Regions from separate parts of the Gasterosteus aculeatus genome. Here region 2 is linked to region 1. A link is a contact called in public Hi-C data. All regions are on one chromosome and are shown on one strand. Each heading gives the region's core, a stretch centred on a gene start, on an enhancer-like site or on the middle of the called end of the contact. The rest is flanking DNA. Distances are from core to core; before and after follow the strand shown. Region 1 has its middle 15 kb from the start of LOC144383461. Region 2 holds the start of LOC120826449 (adhesion G protein-coupled receptor B1).

The links. A called contact is a pair of places that touch in the nucleus more often than the background predicts.
Region 2: a Hi-C map of skeletal muscle shows a contact between it and region 1, with 2.2 times the contacts expected there. The contact joins the promoter of LOC120826449 here to the enhancer-like site in region 1. A contact is called at or near these places in 2 of 6 Hi-C or Micro-C datasets (both in skeletal muscle).

The regions. Positions count from the first base shown.
Region 1 is chr10:6,676,074-6,682,739 of fGasAcu3.hap1.1, reverse strand. No RefSeq gene overlaps it. Among protein-coding and RNA genes, the nearest start is that of LOC144383461, 15 kb to the left of the region's middle. Within about 2 kb of position 4,104, at least 2 of the 9 cell types and tissues checked have open chromatin away from gene starts, as enhancers often do.
Region 2 is chr10:6,716,268-6,723,619 of fGasAcu3.hap1.1, reverse strand. It overlaps LOC120826449 (adhesion G protein-coupled receptor B1), which reads right to left and starts at 5,982. Exons shown (of 31, transcript XM_040188744.2): 1 at 5,558-5,982; 2 at 2,453-3,289; 3 at 1,556-1,705; 4 at 1,368-1,466; 5 at 1,094-1,258; 6 at 741-905. The coding sequence starts at 3,158.

The DNA.
Region 1 (6,666 bases), core at 2,855-5,354:
GACTATGAGCAGGGGGGGTTCCACTGCTCTCTGCCTGGTCCATCCACCTAATAAACTAGGATGTAGCAATAAGGGAAATTGAGCCAGAGCTCTCGCATAGGAGGAGGAGGAACACGGGGCTCTGTATGGATAATTTAGTTGTAGCTGTGGTCCCCAACCACCGGGCTACTTGGCACCCGGACGCAGAGAAGGAAAAACATTTTATTTTGAATTATCCGAGTTTTGCTCAGGGACACTTCGACACAAGACACGTCCATTACCTTGTCCGGAGGACAGTGTATCCCATGGGACAGTGTTTCCCATGGCAAATCCACCATCAGCTCTTTGGTTTTAGCTGCAGTGCTGCTGCCTCCAGATCAGCTGCAGGTGGTGTATGTTGTTCTACTGAAGCTGATCCTCAGCTCCTTCTGCACAGTTCTCAGTTCCACCTTGTTTCCTGATATTGCAAATAACATTCAAATTGCTCTCAAAGCTTCATGTGATGACGATTAACATATTTCTTCTTGAGTATTTGAAGGTGGCAAATTAGCCATATTGAGTTATAATCAAAACAAAAGCTGCTACTGGGCCTTTTCTTCTGAACATTCTCATTGGCACTTTGCAATTCACGCTGCACCAAAGATCAATCACAAAAGTCTTAACGTGTTAATTTTATGACAATATATCAACCAGTAAATTACACTTCAATCCTCACATGATGGCCGACGCACTGCGGAATACGTACCTACTAAATTCTGACTAAATGATCAGATTCCTGATCCAGATTTTTGGGGGTTTTAATGAGAACCAAAGCATGCTAGCACAGTCAATTGTTTCTGGATCTGAAAATAAAATCTATCTATAATAAAGTCTATAATTGAAACTCCATACCTGGATGATATAGAAGGATCTTGCTTTATGAGAACCGTTCAGGTAAAGCCAAAGCTACGACGGAGCAAAAAATAGAGTTCAAGTTTTCCAAATTTGTAACTAACAATAAACAACATAGGGGTCTGTAATTTGAAGAAAATAGTCTTTATATATTGCCACAAGTTGACTTAATTGAGAAAGAGATGATTTATAGAAGTACCAGCCAGACTTACATCTGTCATTGTTTTCATTTAGCGTCAATCTCAGATGTGATGGATGTTCTTTAAAATCGAGTCCTGCCTGTAATTTGAAAGCTATTTTTGCTTAATTTGTCATTTTAACGTAGAAGCCAACAAACAAGAAGACAGGAAAGATTGGAAACCGTTTATAGCCGCGGTAAACAAACATTTAACTGCTTGTTCGGAACTCAAATTACCCACGGCTATTTCTTTGGTTGCCTATTTATGTAATATGCAGGAGTTAATGCACTTTCATTAGAGAGTTGGGTTTGTTATTTTGCTCATATGATGTTTGTTATTCAACCCAAACATGTATAATAATAAGAATATATAAATATTAATAGTGCTTTTTGGTCTAAACGGATATCAAAACAGTGCCTTCAACCACTACCATTAAAAAAATAGAAACATGAAGTCAACAGACAGTAAAATACACATGCAGCAGATGCAGAGCCACATTAGTATCTATTTGCAGTCCTGTTCCTGGACACCTGAAATATAAACTCAGTATTTGTTCTCCTTTTAAGGCTTATTTTGGTCTCTGGAAGCTTCCCCTCACTCACAGTCACTGACTTTGTCTGTTTGCGTGATGGATGCTCCAGAGTTGATGAGGCTAATGACATGGTATTTAGCCCGGAAAATTAAATTTAGAAAAAGTGCAGTACAATAGTTTCATGTAATAATACATAATACTTTCATCAGAGTGCTTACGCAACCTTCTGTTGACAGATCTGCTCCAGTCGCAAGCCAACGCGAAAAATCTATTGACACTCCTCTGAAAATGAAAGCGTTTTGAACACGTTGACGGAGCCAACAAGCTAAATTATCTTAGCTGTGAGGTTCCATGAGAACTGAAGGGAGGCTGTTTGCACAAGCTCAGCCTGTTGCATTAACATGTGAATCCCATTTGTGGAGGAATTTATTCAGAGACTTTTTAGATCATACCTACACAGCCGGGCCTTGATGCAAGCCATGAAAAGCATTTGCGGTTATTAAGTAATGTCCAACACAATTATTTTGGCGTGAGGTTTAGTGAGCGGTGGCTGCCCTTTAGATTCAGAGAGAGGAATTTGATATCTTTGTCCATCATCCATTTCAATTTGCATCTGGCACGGAGGGTGTAACTCACAGTAAGCAGACGTCTCGGAGGAGTCGAAAGCCATCTGTGTCACCATATTGAGCGTGCCTCCTCTGAATCCCTCTCATGTACCCCACGTCCCGACACAGTATATTTGAAGACATACTGTGCAAACAAACACAGGAGAATGGCAGAGATCCTGCTGCATTTATCCAAATCGCTAAAGTTGGCAGAATGTCGCCGCCGTTTCCCCCCCCATGCTCACTGTGCAACTTCTCACAATATGACAGAAAAGAAATGTGATCTGCGAGCCGGCTTCCAGTACGTCATTATGTTACAGTGAGCCATTATGAAATGAAAAGTTGCTGTGTGTTCCCCCCTTGTAAATCAGACCGTTTTCAAAATGTCTTCCAATCATAATGTACACCTTGTTGAAATGTGTAAACTGGTAGATTTGCACCATTAACTTGGCAATAGCCACGGTTTTGTTATAAGCTGTTAAAGCTCAAAACAGCAAATGAATGTGGGGATTACTACATCAACCACGGCAGCTGTTTCAATCTCAGTTTTTAAGGCAGAGTAGAAGAAAAGTCCTTGAAACTGTCAGAAAAATGGAAATCTACCGTTTCCTGACATCTATTTAACATAGACTTCCAGAACAGCAGATAAAATCAACTTTATTTTCATTATTCACATTCACATTCCTGTGACTTCCTTTTAGTTGTAAGACATTTGTGTTTTTCTTCTGTTTTCTGTCAAATTGAGTTTTATCAATACAAAGTTCTTTCTTCCATTCTGCTGCAGAGTTTCTTGCACCTACTGTAACAATTTGCTAAAGCACCAGACGGTTTAATCCACCAACAATCCTTCTGCCATCAACCCACTGGGAAATCACCACGACATGTTGAGCGGGGAATCACAACAGAGTTGGTAAAACAAGACAAACACAATCAGAAGTCATCTTGCTATTTGATTATTGATCCCCCACTACAAGCCTTCATGTGAGTAACCGCTGACACAACACCCACTCCCACTCTGAGCCTCGGTGGAGGCTCTGGAATGGGCAGAGCTGAAGCACGAGGCTCCTGGGCTAAAAATGATTACCACCTGCTGCCCAACTGGTGAAAAACTGTCATACACCCCCACATAACCACGGAGCAGCCTTGCACACTCACTCCCCCTCAGCGTGTCATCCCTTTTAAGTCAAATCCAGCTTTGTTTAGCATATGCAGGGAAAAGTCCCATTTTACATTCAATTTCATATTAACCGGCAAATATTAACAGGTAATAAAAAACTAAAAAACATTGTTGCTAACTGAAACAATAGAATAGACACAAACAAAACCAAGTACACAAAGAAAATAGATTGTTTTAATAACTATTCTGTTGATTATCATAGAAAAATTGGATGAAGCACTTGATCATTGTACCACAGCAGTAAGTTAAACGTTATAAGCTGAGAGAAATCTAGTTTTCAGTTGTTCCCCTTTTCTATAATTGAGAAGACCTTGATGGGATGAATCATTGTCAGGCCATTCCGAGACTGTGTTGATGTCATCCTCAATTTCAGCAGGAGATGTGCGTAATTTTATGACGATTTTACTCAGAAACATCTGCTGTAGTTCACGCACATCCCATGCACTATATCTATACAAAGTGCATGTGCAAGATGAGGACGTCATGCCATGGACACTGCATTGAATCTTTTTAAGCATATAGGAATTGCCTTGCATTGGAGGCTTAGCACCATTCTGCATTTTGTGTCTGCTTAATTGCTAACGATCACCTCTGTTCCATAACTGTTTAGCGACATCTGAGGAAACTCAAAGCAGTGACTGAAGTCTTGTCTGACCATGAAGATGTCATTTAATGACATGACAGGATGTACTTTCTTCAGCCAGCTCGCTCAGGGAGACCATCTCCAGCTCTCTTCTGCCTCTCTCAGGCCGAACTGGGAGCAGCAGCACTTCCGGTCGTCCTCGTCTTTTGTATTCCTCCTGTGGTGCAGTCCTCCTCCCTCTCTCATTTTCCCAGCTTTTCATTGAATCATTGTCTGCACACTCAGGCACGTGGATGTTTGCCTGTATTGCGGGTGTTGAAGCTGGTAAAGAGAGAAGTCACATGTCCATAGATTTACATTTCAGGGACTCCAGGGTTACAATATTGTTATTTGATTATTTGAGTATCATATGCATAAACTCATATGCATAAACACGTGAATGCAAATCTCTTGCTGCTGCTGGAGCCTTATATGGAAACCTAAAAGCTCAGAAGAGAAGCAATTAACTGTTTGTTTTTTTACCTGTATGTGATGAACTGCAAGATTGGCTTCGGCAGACATAAGCTCAGTTAGAAACAGAGCTTATGTCTGTACAGTGCATGCATATGGTTGTGGAATGTGCAGCTATTTGATATCCAATCCAGTATGCCTGGGGGGGGAAAGTATATGTAGATTAAAGTTGTCCACTGCAGATGCTCTGCAGCTTCCTCCTGAGCTCAGACCATCTGCACGGGAAGTCTTGCACAACATGGTGGCTCCAAGGAAATAAGCAGAGCCCTCCACGTGACACCTTCAGGGGGATGGAGCCGGCTCTGATGGTGACACCCATCGCTTCACCAGGTTAGCAGAGTGGGCGGGAGGTGGTCATATTTTTCCCCTCTGTGCTCTGGACGTTTCCAGACTCTGCACGGTGACAGAGCAGTGTCGTTGACTCTCTTTGTGCATCCTGTAACCAGACATCATGGCAAACACGTTTTGTATTGCTGTGTTGAATAAAACAACAAAACAAATAACAGAAGGACAGTTGAGGAAAATTTAAAGAATGTTTACTTTATATCTGCTTTTTACGTCAGTATTTATGTCAGCGGCCGAGGTTAAATAAGTGTTGCCAACAACGCCGCCTAAGTAAAAGAGCCCGAGGAACTCAAAATAACTAACTAAAACATTCTTTTCTATTTGGGGAAGAGCAGGGAAAGAATGACCCAAGAGGAGACAGGGCGGAAATATTAATAGACAATTAAAGCTGAGAGCATTTAGTCAAGTCAAGGAATGGGAGCAAATCATACAACTTCTGGTGCACAGAGAAGTGAGCACTTGTGAAGTATACACTTCTCTGATTGAGTAAAGTTGTGGCAGATATAATTTGCGAAATGAACACACTGAATATGTCTCCGCATGCCACAGGCACCAGCATTTAAACTTGTATGGCAAGCTGGTCGGCTTCGTGAAGACAGCAGAGCTGTGGAAAAGTGACTCTTTAGACCTCAGCTTTCATCAATGGGATCATTTCTCTCTAGCGACGATGTGGACAGAGGTCCAGTCATGTCGGTCACAGCGGGACATTTGACAAAGATGATTCATTGTTTTCAAGCCTGCTCTGCCGATATGGAGGAGAAATCTGAACAGCTGGATCACAGCTGTGGCCTCCAAAAGAGGGCACCTGGATCAGCGCAGTTGCTGGGGCTGCTTTATTGATACGTATAGGGGGCGCTATCGAGCCAAAGTGTCGTTAGGAAGAATTGAAATCATATGAAGTAACTACATCTTTAATTCTAAATGTGTTTAAAAAAGATTGAAACTTTGTTCAAAAATGCCAGGGGGCGCTATGGAGGCAATTTACCACTTTTGAGCCAAAACTCCACAATAGGTCTGCATGTTATTACCTAGGACACTGACAGAGGTTTAAGAGTTTTTGAGTTTTCTATATTTGCTTGAAGTTTCATACGAAGGCCATGTTCTCACGGCAACAAAGTTTTTTGAAAACTCGAAAACTTTCGAAAATATTCGATGTGAACAATCATCAAAGTATTAAGGCTTATCTGCCCAAATTTGAGGTCGCTTAGATAAAAGGAATAGGAGTAGCCCATCAAAGTGTAAAACGTTTGCATTTCCCAATGCCAATAGGTGGCGCTATGATTTTTTGAAAATCAGTGCGTGGGAATACTTTAAAGCCAACACTAACATCATGAATAAGACATTTTGGCCAGAAATAAAAATGTTCCTATGAGTTATAACATTTTACATTTTCAAGAAAATCAACCAAATGGATGCCAGGCCACACCCAGGTAGTTGCATTAAAACTCTTGATTTTGATAACTGGAGCACACAGGTGTCAGGATCAATTTGCCCGGACTCGAAATTGATTGGATATTAACTCTCGTAGGAGATTGTTCTTTTATGAATGCAAAATCTGATGGAAATTGAAAAGCAAATATTCAGCGATTGAGTGCAGCACCTCCTAATGTTCAGATATTCTGAAAAAATAAAGTACCTTCATGGACCCGACATATCCTAAAGGTCCTATTCGGTGAGGACAGGCCAATTACAGGTCATAGATCTTTAACTATTTGGCCACACTCTTTATAAACTTGGTCCATAACTTTGACAAATAATAATATATATAAAAACAAGCTTTCAATAACTTTAGATGGCATTGAGCCAATAGTGATTCCCTGAAAATTTCATGAGAATCGGAGCCAGCGTCTGGCTGTCAGCGTCAG
Region 2 (7,352 bases), core at 4,733-7,232, 39 kb before region 1:
AGCTGTATGTGCATCTAACTTTCATATCCACTGTGCTCAAAACCAAAATCAAGAAAACATAGCGAAAAATTCTACTTATTACTAACATATTAATATGGTAAGTTAGCTAGGGTAAAGTGAAAAGTCTTGTTGAATTGTAAACATATTATTATGCATATTCTATCATGCTAAAAGGACCATTATGGACCACTCGGTTGTGTAAGCCTTTCAGTTTCAAAAGCATAATCATCCCTGAGTAATGAGGTTGCAGATCCTCCCTTTCAGACCTCTACTGATGGACGATATGCATTTGCAATACAGACATTTTGTGTTGGATGGAGGGAAGACCCAACTTGAGTAAAAAGCGGGACAGAACTAGAAAGAAACTCGAGTAGGTGGCAATATAAGAGAACATCTAATATGTTGGGAGACCATGAGCACTGCATGAGTCACCTGCAGTTGTTACAAAGCCGCTGACTAATGTCCACAGAGGCTTTTATTTTGTCAATGCGTCATATTTAATGTTAACCTATCACTCCAGTTGCTGTTGAGCCAATGAGTGGCTTAATTGTTGCTCATCAATGAATCACTTAGCCGAAGTGTCAAGTGTGATAACTAAGCTCACTTGTCATAGATTCTATATCATGATAGAACAAGAACAAACTGTCACAATAATAATGTTTAATTTTTACATTCACCGTTTCTTCATGCTGTATAACACCAATCTGTGAGTCTGAAATAAGCAGGATTCCTTGACTCACCTGGGCAGACAGCGATGTTGCAGAACTTGGTTTGTCTTGTAGGGCCGCGGCAAGGCTCTCCTCCGTTCTGGGGCTGCTTGCATATGCGGGTACGATCGCGGTAACCACGGCCGCATGTGGATGAGCACAAGCTCCAGGGGGTCCACTCATCCCAAGCACCATCAACTACACATGGGTGGGAAAGAGGGATAATATGAAAATAGAAGCTAATTTTGTTTAACAATAAAAGTGTTTTGAATTAACAGAAGGCTTTTGCCTCCATTGAGAGATTTCAGATCCAGATTCCGTGTCTTTTTTTTCTTTTTTTCTCCCCCTGTAATGGTCAAATTAGAGAGAAGTAAGCCGGCACTCACCGGGGCAGACGGCCGTATTGTTGCAGGGCCGGTTCTCGCGCAGGGCTCCCGTGCACTGAGTGGTGAAGGAGGAAGTGGCACAGATGCGGGTGCGGCTCTGCCAGCCCTCTCCACAGGTGATTGAACATGTGCTCCAGGGGGACCACTCATCTGTCTTAGAATCTGCTGTTGGAAAAATGACAAAACATTAATTACAGGATAAGCCGACAAGGACTGCAACAGTTGCAAAGCAGATATTGTGTAAAAAAGAACATTAACAAGAACTTCCTCTCACCTGTTTGTGTTGCAACAACTCCATAGTTAGAATTATCAGCATTGTCTCTTTTCAAACCAACAATGGCTCGCAGACCCTGGCTCCTGTTTCGCTCTTTGCCTGAAACAATTACAAAATTATATGGTTATTACATTGAATCAGAGCCACCTGCAGCCAAGTGCTCCCGACATAATGACAGGTGGGCTTACCAATGCAGGGCTGAGGGTTGCAGGCCCGTCCCTCTTCAACGGTTCCCTCGCACACATCGTCTTCGGGCTGACAGGCTCGGCTGCGCACCTGAACTCCACCGTCGCATTCTTGGCTGCACACTGACCAGCGTCCCCAACCCGCCCAGCCCTCTGTGGGAAGAGATAAGAAGAGGACATTGAGCAAGGTTGGAAACTGATATTGTTGTAAGGAATAAACGTATAAGTGTTTTTGGGTGCAAATATAAGAACAGGGAGTGAGTATTGTTTTTCTATGTGTAAAGAACGAGGAGGGATGATTATTTCTGTGCAGAACTGGGTCCTCGGCCGGATGGAAGATGCATTTGAAATGGTGATTATTTGCTATTAACCACTTGGTGGGAGCCGGGGCAGAGTGCTTTGTAAGGCCGACAGGTGCGTTGCTATAACGACCACCAGCTGACTGTGAGGTCTTTGTGCCCTTTTCAACTCCCCCTAAATAACACACAAACATACCCTCTATCCCACAGCCCAAACTACTTGCCAGGCGTTAAGTGCAGCATGCATGTCTGGCCTGAAGACGCACTAATACTCTCTAACACCTTTGATTTCTTCTCATTACTCTGTGGCGCAGGAGTGCACATCCTTTGTCTGTTAGGGTTACCTGCTCTACAGACATGGATCATTACCCAACACTCAAACACTGAGAGAAAACAGGGCTGCAGACCGCCTGTTGAGCTGCCGTCTCCTTGAGAGCACGATCCAGCCTAATGAATGTCATTACAAAGTAACACAGCAAATGGTCGGGAGGAAAACTGTCTGTTCTGTTTTCAAGGGCGAGATTTTTGGAGAATTTAGTTTTTCTTTTTGCTGTCACCAGTTCACCCTCGTGGTAAAAAAACAAACATTTTACAAACTTACTGATGATGATCTCAGCATCGCGTCCATTGTCACGGGGAACAGGAAGGCATTTCTCAACGTAGACACCGCCTTTGTAGCAGCTCCCGGGCTTCCTCTTTGGGACTTCCCAGCACTGGCAGGGAGTATTCATGATGCCACAGGGATAATCATGGGTGCTACTGGACAGGCACTTCTCCAGCCACTGGCACAGCATCTGGCAGGCAGGCATGCTTGGGTTCCTCTTCCCCACGACCAGAAACTCAGCCTTGAACTCATTGACATCATTCTGGCCCTCCAGCATCTCCACGCCGTTTCTTGCGGCCACCTTGCGGATCTGCAGGAACTGCTTCGTGGACTCCAGGTATGTGACAGTGGTTGATGCGTCGCACAGCTTGACGACCTCATCGAAGCTCTCCATGCCCAGATAGGTGCGAGAGGTCTCGATGAAGGAGTCGAACTGGAAGGTCTTGATCTGGCGGGGCACGCAGGAGTCGGTCGGCTTAGTGATTTTCATGTAGACGGTGTAGCGGCGAGGATCAGGGTTCTGCAGGGTCCAGGAGCATGGCGTGGAGTGCAGGGTGGATGTCGAAGAGAATACACCAAAGAAGCGACTCTGTTCCAGGGTGGCGCAGGTGGCAGAGGCTGGGCCGGAGGGCGTGCAGGAGGTCAAACCGAAGAAGAGTAGAACAAGGGCCACACAGGGGCCGGTAAGAGCTGACCACGCCATCGGGTGGGCTTTGATGGGGGGCACTTTCTTTGATTGCTGGATTGACCAGGTCTTTTTTGATGTATCTCTGAAATCCCTCTGAAGAACTGTTGAATTTTGCAGTCTTTAGGGAATCAATATCACCAATGAAGCTGCACAGAAACAGGGAATGAAAAAAAGAAAACAAATCTGTCAGAGTACTCCAACATCTCAATAATCTGAACAAAACACTACAAATTAGTATGCAGGATAAAAGCCCTGAAAATGAAATGCATTTACCCCCACACACACAACATTCATGAGATGCATTTTAATTGTTGAACTGATATTAATGCATCAGGGTTTTGCTGCTGATCAGTATCATAGGGCTTCGGGGCAGATTCAGTGATCTAAAATGCCCAGTCCTTCGGGACATAATTGCTCTGGCACTGCAATTACAGTCCTTCACAGTAGACTGGTATTTCCAAGCTCTCGCTCTTTCCTCCCACACACCAAACTGCATGGCGAATCATGTGCGTCAGTCTGACGTCCACAGAAGCATTGCCACGGGCAACCAGAAGACGCCTATTAGTTCCTCTGTTTGTGCTATGCACTCCTCCAATTGAGCCGTAAACAAGAAGGATGCTTATTTTGTATCCCTTGCGCAGTGTGACTGCATACACTTATGCATTGGATACCAGAGTGCAAAGTTGAATGTAATATGGATCAAGAGTGAACTCTTGCATATTAACTCAAATGCATGCAGGGTACCAAAGATGCATCACTATAACCTAGTACAATTTTTTATGCACAAAATTCCTGCTGAAAACTTGCTTTATGTGGACTGTAATTAACCTCATATAAACTTTGAATGACTAACTGTGCATGTATAGAGAGAGAGAGGGTGCAGAGTCAGACTCAATGTCAAAGCATCTCTACCTGACTGGACAGACTTAAAATGTTGGATGCTCCGTGGAGCACTGAAGAAAGGAGGAAACACTGTTGCTCAGCAACATCTTTTTACAGACATTCGGGATTCTTATTCTTCCTACTAATGTTCTCTGTCTTATTAATAACTTGGGTCCTTCATACGGAAGGAAGATCTTGTTAAATGCTCAGGAATAATTGCCTGCTTGTCGTGTATGCGACCGAGGGGTTGATCAAAGTGACGGGGTATTGCACACCGTGGAACAATTGATGCCTACAGCGAGCTTCGCCGCGAGAAGCACCTGCACTTTTCAGGCACAACACTCATAATCACATTCCTCCCATCTCTCCCTCCCTCTCATCCTCGCCTCTTTGTGAACAACACGAAGACCTCTGCCTTGTGTATGTGGGTGTATCTCTCAACCGGAAGCTCCATGAATGGGCATCTGACGAAGCACACAGTGAAAAGAAAGAAGTCCAGCTGTCGTAGGATAACTCTGTTTCTCTCCACCCCTCTCTCCGTTCGTTGCTTATCCATTTGCTGTCGTCAACAGTAATACTGCAAAGCACGCAGCCCAACAAAAGCGGTCCATCTGTTTTATGGACACAGGGTTTATTTTTTTGCAGATTCAGTGTGAAAAACAGTACAGAACTGCAGAATTGCCATCAGCGGCATGCTCTCCATTTAAGCTGCCGTAAAGACTTTTGCAGAATACAGATACAGAATTCATCTTAGGTGTATAACTAACTTAATGTTGCAAATTAAAACAGAGCAGGCATTTGATACGGTGTGTCAATGTTGTACTGGCTGCAAATGGTTAGTAAGTTATTTGCATGACTGCACCAGAAAGCTGCAAGCTGATAGCTATTTGTCTAATGCAGACACCTGGAGGACTTTGGTTCACTCTCAGTCATTCTTCTGCAAGAATGATCTCTTTTGCTGAAACGAACTTTGTAAAAGCAAAGTGTACAACCTTTACAGGTTTGCCCTGTGCAAATACTTGTGCACATGTGTGCTCATGGTTTAAAGAACGTGTGTGTGTTGCTCAGATTCAGATTTACTTACAAAATGCATTTAATGCCTGGTAATATGTGATGGGAGAAAATCTGAAAGTTGTACGGCAACCTGTTGCTGCATTCTAACTTTCTGCAGCTGAACAATGAAATTGTTACTGATCGGCTTCACAGGGAACAACAGAATATTGAGAACAATCCTACGATATAGCGCCAGAACTATCGATCAACACAACGAAACAGACGTTACGGGGACCAGACAGCTTCAGATGTGTGCGAAAAGCAACGCATGCTGCTCACTGCCGGGGGAGAGAATTTCAGCACCACGGACAGCGATCAAGAAGTTCGCGCAGACAAACATGCATGCACCTCATCACTCATACTCACTTTGTAGCTTTCCATGTTGAACACAGAACCCCGTATTCACAGGAAGCACACATTGACAGGACGAAGCAAAGACAATAAAGTAAAGCCGAGTAAAGCTGGTCGTCTTTCCTTACCTTATAAAACGATCTGCTCGACTCGAAGTCTTCAGATCCGGTCCAAAACTTTTGCAGTGGTCGATGCCGCAGAAATGACGCGACAGGTCCAAGCTCGACCCCGGACGGGTCGATCCCAAGTTTCAGTGCAGTCCACTCACTCAAGCGAAGAAATAATATTGACTCTAACCAAACTCCAAAGAGTTTACTACCAACTTTGTTTAGCTGCTATGTCCAGATAAACTGGTGTATAGCGGGTTTACAAATTGGCTGTACCGGAGCTCCAGCAGACAGTCCGTCGAACCAAACGCCGTGGTCTCGATTGTCTTCTCTCTCTAGGCTCCAGGATAAATGTTGGTACTTCTACTCCCGGCTTCGGAGTCTTCTTTGCTTGAGGTCTTTGCACTGCAAGTGGGTCCTGTCTCGGTGTAGCTTGTGGCCTCCTCTCCGCGGTTTATATATCCAACCCCGCCCCCCCCGAGCCGACTCCGACTCCGTGCGTGGATGGCGTACCGAGGTGAATGAGACAGCGCCAAGGCGGGAGGGAGCGTGCGGGGGAGAGGTGTTTGCGTGCGCGTGTGTAAGTGTGAGAGTGACCGTGTCGGCGCAGGGAGGGGAGGGGCCTTGAACGGGGAGAGAAAAGGGAGGGATCCGTGCACGGAGACAGAGACAGACGATCATGGACAGCAAACTACGCAGATGTTAACGTAGGACCAAAGGTACCGGAACTAGGATTACCTGTTCAAGTCACATGCGCGTTATCCCTGACAACATGATGATGTATTAAACAGGAAATATTAGCAGTTAATTTGTTAATTATATACATCGTTAATTATATATATATGTTTATATTTATATATATATATGAATATTTATATATATATATATATTTGTATATATATATATATATATATATATATATATATATATATATATATATATATATATATATATATATACAAATATTCAATTTTTTTTTTTTAAATATTATTTTGTAAAACACACACATACATTTTGAGACATTGTTGTATTCAGGCTCATTGCCAGCTGATTATGGGACTGAGGGATGATCTCTTCATGTGTTACTTAAAAGGCAGTTATTGAATAGTCCCGTTGGGGTGTGTCCTTGACTCGGCTGTGCACGGGGCCGGCCTGTTCCGGCGACCGTCATCGTGACCGCATCTCCTCGTCCAATTAAAAGCAGAGACGGAACGCACACGGTAGCACACGGGATTTAAGGCAACACCCTCCATTCCATCCCTCCTCGGTGGAGTGGGCGGATCTGGGTACACATCTCTAAAGTGTGGAAGGGATAACCCAACGTGGGCGTCTGCACGTTGTTGTAATGTTGGCTTGTTTCCTCCTCTACCCAAGCTATGAGAGAGAGAGACATCTAGAAGGAACACTAATAACTGTCCAAGCAACATGAGTCAGGATAACAGTGGAACCGGTTATGAGTGATTATCAGTCATTGTCTTTCCTCGTCATTAATGTCCCAGCTATGTCTCCTCAAGAAGACTGAGCCTGCGGGAGTGAGGAGCTGTGCTGTGGCGGCATGGGGATTTTGAGATTGGGTAAATGACAGTAGACAACATCAACATGAAAAAGTAATTTCCTCCGACATGAGTTAGTTTGTCTGGTGCATTTACAATGTGGCTACTTTTAGATTGTAACCGGCAGGGACTTTCTTCAACTAATAGCTTTGTGGTCATGGTGACATAAAGGGGTGGAAATTACGCTCTATTTTCAGCAATCATTTGGCCCTCCACACAGGGTCAGGTTGCTATTACAGAGATATAATGGTTTCCTAATTAAA